2 separate regions of the Gossypium arboreum genome follow, and region 2 is linked to region 1. Evidence: chromatin contacts called from public Hi-C data. All regions are on one chromosome and are shown on one strand. Each heading gives the region's core, a stretch centred on a gene start, on an enhancer-like site or on the middle of the called end of the contact. The rest is flanking DNA. Distances are from core to core; before and after follow the strand shown. Region 1 holds the start of LOC108463052. Region 2 holds the start of LOC108464426 (protein HLB1-like).

Region 1 (3,071 bases), core at 62-2,561:
ACATTAGCAAGTTAATAAAGAATAAATAGATCCTATCAAATTTCCTTTAATCAACAATGGTAGGTTAATAACACTTTCCACCATAATTTTAATAAAATTTCAAGAATATTTAATAATAAGAATTTAATAATCAAAACATCTAAATATTATGCATAATATAACTTAATTTAAAAACTTCAAAAGAATGATTTACCGTAAAATAATAGAGAAAACATATCATATTAATAGCAAACATATTTAATCAACAATTATGTACATTACATAAAAAAATTAACCTAGAAAAGCAAAAATCAAATACCATCGAATGTAAAATTTATGTCAATAAAAATTAATGTAGTCATACCTTAATTGAAAAACGAAATATGGTTGAAATATAAAAGTTTCTTACCAAATCTATACTTTACCCATGCTTGTATAATAAATCAAAGATCGGGAATAAGAATCATATTTCATTCTGAGATTGAATCTTTCAACATCCCGAAGATGAAGTTGTAAGGATTAAAGTTTAAAGTGAAAAAGAATTTTATCTGTGGGATGAATTCTAAAGATTTTGAAAAGAAAAATAGTGAATTATCGTGCTGATAACGTGTTATAAAATAAAGAGAGATGGAGAGAATAAAGAAAAAAAAATGAAAATAATAGATAATGTACTTTATTGATCAAAAGGGACAATTTACAATACTTTATTAGAGTCTCTATTTATAAGTATAAGAAATATAAAAGAAGTAGAAATCTAATTTTAATAACTATTAGAATTTAAAGTCCATCAAAATTGTATCTCAATCATGATGAGCATCCACTTAATAAGATATTCATAACAAAAAGAGTTTACTTTTGTTATTTTTATATTTTTAAGGACTATTTAAATTTAATTTAAAAAAGAGTCAGACCTAACATACAAACAGACTAAAAGTTTAAAAATATTTAATTAGTCCTGTTGAGGAATGACATCACCCCTTTATTCATCCAATTTAAAAGGGTATTTGATTCATCATGTCCCTAAATGTTTTATATAATTATACTTCAATCCGATGTTGTCAATGACAATGACACCCAAAAAAATTATTTTTTTAAAATTGGAGGAGATGGCACCAATGACAATGACGTCACCAACGTTTACCGTTCAAAACAAATTATTTATTTTATATATTTTTTAAAATGGGTATTTTCGTAAATAACTAAAAGCTTTTGGTCATTTTTTAAAAAAAAAAGCCGAAAATATTCGACAGAACACAACATAAGTGTGGTTTTGTCATTTTCTGCACGTCAGCATCAAAAACCGTGTTCCCATCGTTAGTTTCATCCTTCAAAACCGACGTCGCCCACTCAGCCGCCTCCACCCCACTTCCACTCTTCTTCTTTTTTACTCATATAAATCAATCAATCAATTCTCTAAAATTATTTCCCATCCCCCAAAGGAAAAAAAGAATAACAATGTGTAGGTCTACGGATTATTACGACTTCCGGTGCGCCGATCAAAACCTTTTAAAGATCAAAGCTTTCTTCATCCGAATCTCGGGTTTCGATTCCTTTTCAAATTCTCTCACTCTACTCTACCCACCAAGGATCAACGAATCGGCGCTTCACGTTTCAGGGACTGCTATCCGCTCTGATTCCTCCTCCTTCTTAGTTCTCCATCGGATGGTTAATGTCAAGACGAGGAGCGGAGAGGCAATATACGGCAGCAGGGAGCTAGTTCAGGCCGGTGATGGAGTCTGCTTCGATGTTTACTCAGGAGAGGACAAGGTGTTGAAAGGGATTTTTAGAAGAGAGGAGCAAAAGTGGAAGATGGAGTGCAAGTGCGCGCTGGAGACAAGGGATGGGAAAACGGTCGGCGCTGAGCGCGCGGTGGCGGATGTTTGCGTGGCAGTGGAGGGAGACAAGGCGATGGGAGAGAGGGTGAGGATGATTGCGAGGAAGAATAGGAGGGTGGGTTTTGATCAGCTGGAGGATATTCCAGGGGAGAGTGAAGTGAGCGATGAATGTAGTTGCAGTTGTGTGGAATCAGACGGTGACGATATAGAAGGAAGGTGCGACGGAGATTGTGAAGGGATACAAGATATGTGTACGGCGGGGGAGGGAGTGAGCTGGGCCTTTGATGTGGGCATTTGGGTGATGTGCTTGGGTGTTGGTTACTTGTTCTCCAGAGCCTCCGCCAAAAGTTTGAGACGGATTAGAATACTATGACACTGTAAATTGTAAACCACAGACGCACAAAACAGGCTCTCTGCCAAACTTTTGCCGTTCCATAGTCTAAATTTTGGAATTTAGAATGATTAATTTCTTCTCTCGGGTTCAATTTTACTTTTTCTCTATTCTTATTCCGAATTTAAAATGCAAGTGTATTCTCAGGTCAATTATATTTCTTATATAGTTACTAAAAGGTGTTAATAATTGAATTTATAATTTACCATAAAATATATGAACTCGAAAATTTTACTTTTCTAAAATTAGAGGTGTTGACATATGATGATTTTAATGAGGGTTAATTGATTATTTAAGTTTATATTTTGATAATTAAACTTTAAAAATATTATATCATCAGTAATGTTGTTAATTTATTACGTGATTATTGAATAATTAATTTAACAATGTAACGAAAATCTAATGTGATATTAAAATTCAATTGTTATACTAAAACCTATTATGTGACCGTAATTAGTAAAATACATTGGAGCCTAAAACATTCTCTAGAGAAAAAAAAGTTTTCATTTCACTTTAAAGCGGAAAAAGTAATTAAAAAAAAATACTTTTCATGTTCTCATAGATGGAGACAAAATCAATGAGGTTTGATTGAGAAATCTGTTGAGGGGAGGAGTCTCATTGTTTGAAAATGGATAAGTAGATGCTTCATTCAAGAAATGATTCAATTATGACATACGATAACAATGAAGTACTATGTTACGAGCAGAAGATTTTGGGCAGAAAAAGAAGTAGGGTAGCAGGAAGAAGAAGAAGAAATAGAGGAAAAAATCATACTAGAAGAGAAAAGACAAGTATATTCATTTCATAATTGCCTTTCCCTACCCTTGATTATTGCCTTTAGGGTGGTTAACAGCTTCTCAGACAAA
Region 2 (2,789 bases), core at 113-2,612, 530 kb before region 1:
CTAGTGTGTGATAATCTTCCTAATAAGATTTATGCTGAAATGAAAAAATAATCACCATGAAATCATTTCTTGAAAATCGTTTATAGTGAAACATTCATATCATAAATTATATTTGTTAAAAGAATTGAAGTATTTCCTTTGACAATCAAAATTTATCTTATAATAATTGCATTATCTTATATAGACTTAATAATAATCAATGATTAATTAAAACTTAAACTTAAAATTATATGTATGATAAGGATAATAGTTCATTGAAATTGGAAGGAATAAATGAAAGTAAGTAAAGTTTTTAAAAATACTCATATTTATATTATTAATATTTATATTGTAAAACATTGCTAAATATTTATAAATCATATTTCATATACTTATTATTAAAATATTAATATAAAATATTTTTAATAGAATATTAAGAATACTTTCTAAATTTAAATTTATTATTAGTAGTAGAATTTATTGTAAAAATAAAATTATAATATTAAATAATTTAATTAAAATAATAAATTGTATTAACTATATTAATAATTTGTTATGTACTATTAAATGTAAATATAAATATATATTTAATAATATTGAAAAGTATAATTTAAAATCAATATTTTAACATTTCTAAAAGTTAAAACTAAAATTTTATTATAATATATTAATATTTAGCTCAGTTCAAGTAAATTATTATCTAAAAACTTTTTACTCATAATTGAGGTTTTTTCAAAAATTCTTAAAAGAAGAAAACTTGCATAAAAGGGGTTTATTGTAATTGACTGAGTAACTTCATTCATCAAGTTATTTGTCATTAACCAAACACAAAATGTGAAAACTATTTTTCATAAATAATTTTTCATGAAAGAAATGCACCTTAAGTAAAAATCTTATATAAATAATATTACTTCCATAAATGAATTTATGGATTGAGTTGAGATTAAATTAGGTCCATAATATTAATACCATAATAAATTTCCAATTTTAACTTAGAAAAAATATAAATTTCAAATTTCAACTAAATTTACCCATATTTATAAATAATTCATTTAAGTTCGTTAGCACTTTCATATATATATATATATATATTATTTTTTAAAAATAATTGTTTTATTTAATATTTAACGATTATATAATTATAACCATTATATATTTTTAATTAAATTTCTAAAAGAATTAATATTTAAATTATAAGTATATTTCATTTGATGTCATATAAATTACATAAGAAATGTTGTATTTTGGTTTTGAATATAAAAGCTATGCCAGAACCATTTTTTTAAACCAACTTAATTATTTTTTAAAGCTTAATATCGTGTTCAAAATTTAGGTTTTTTAATAATGATTTTTTCGGAAAATGGTCAACACCACCCTGCGAACTTAGGTTTCAATACATTAAAATTTAGTAATGAGGGAGGAATCTTGGCATTTGAAGATAACAGTTGTACTCTTACATAGTAGCTTACCTATGTTTTACTTTTACTGCGACTTATTACGGCCCTGCTGAAGTAACATCCTTTTTTGCATTGGATCTTGGCTTCAACACGCTATATTTTCTAGTTCTCTCTTTCAGATCTTCTTGGATTCCGCTTTGGCGTTGCACGCAAATCTCTCGTTCAACGCTATGTCCGAAACGATTGAGGGATCCGAACTTCAAAATGGTTTCCAGCCACAACCCCGGCCCGAGCCCGAACCGGAATCGGAATTGAAAGTAGAATCTCAACCTGAACAACAACCGGAAGAGGAACTGAAACCGGAACCTGTGGTAACTGATGTCGTTCCGAAGCCGGAGCCGAACAATGAGAGCTCGATCCAATCGAATGAGACGACCAAACAAGCTTCAACCGACCAAGTTGCTCCTCCAGGGCGGCGTAAAGATGACGAGAACCGGACTTTCACGATGAGAGAATTGCTAAGTGAATTGAAAAGCGACGAAGATGATGCAGGTTCTCCTTACAGGTACTTTCTTTTTTCCTTCTCTTTTCGAGTTTCAGTTGATCAAAAAATTACACTCTTTAATTTGTAATTGGATTTAACGAGATTTCAACGTACAAATCTTTCGATCTTTGAAGGTCCCCGTTGATTATTCTCCTCAATTAAATGTGGAGAATTCTTCGAGTTTCAACTGAACCTAAAATTATGCTGTTTCTCTTTTATATCCCGAACAGAGAAGTTACAGAATTTTGATTCTTGATTATCTATTGGCAAACTACTAGATGCAATTAAGGCGTACTCTTCCTTTTAGTCTACGAGTTCATTTTCATTAATTGCATGGATGAGCAACTGTTCTCCCATCAAAGGTCTTCCATTACTCTTGAACATGATTGTTATGTTAGAAGCTCGTTATCTTTGAACTTCAGATGCAATTAGATTTTTTTTCCTGCTTTTGAGTCATTAAATTAGTTCTGAATTTCAAGTTCGGCATCAATTGTAATCTTAATCTTTTCCAACTTCGATGAAGGAATCCTTGGTTTTGGGATTTTGCACTTTATAGAATTCAGTTTATGTTCATTTTCATATGCCGCCATTCATGCAGTAAAGGTTTCCTAGTCTTGTTGGAGTAAATATGATGTGATCCTTGTTTCTTCTGCTTGTGAATGATACCATTGTCTACTACATGATTTATATATGCTTCAGTCAAGAAAACACGCAATGTCAGTCCTACCAAAATAATGCTGCAATGGAGTTGATCAATAGTGTCACTGGTACTGATGAGGAAGGCAGGTCTCGTCAACGGATTCTTATATATGCTGCCAGGAGGTACTGTCATCTTATTTTTATACACTTTTCACACTTTACTTCCATAT

What was found. A called contact is a pair of places that touch in the nucleus more often than the background predicts.
Region 2: a Hi-C map of leaf shows a contact between it and region 1, with 4 times the contacts expected there. The contact joins the promoter of LOC108464426 here to the promoter of LOC108463052 in region 1. A contact is called at or near these places in 2 of 5 Hi-C or Micro-C datasets (both in leaf).

The regions. Positions count from the first base shown.
Region 1 is chr8:48,604,854-48,607,924 of ASM2569848v2, reverse strand. LOC108463052 reads left to right here and starts at 1,311. Exons shown (of 1, transcript XM_017762989.2): 1 at 1,311-2,383. The coding sequence starts at 1,435. The coding sequence ends at 2,187.
Region 2 is chr8:49,131,112-49,133,900 of ASM2569848v2, reverse strand. LOC108464426 (protein HLB1-like) reads left to right here and starts at 1,362. Exons shown (of 14, transcript XM_017764724.2): 1 at 1,362-1,941; 2 at 2,620-2,742. The coding sequence starts at 1,607.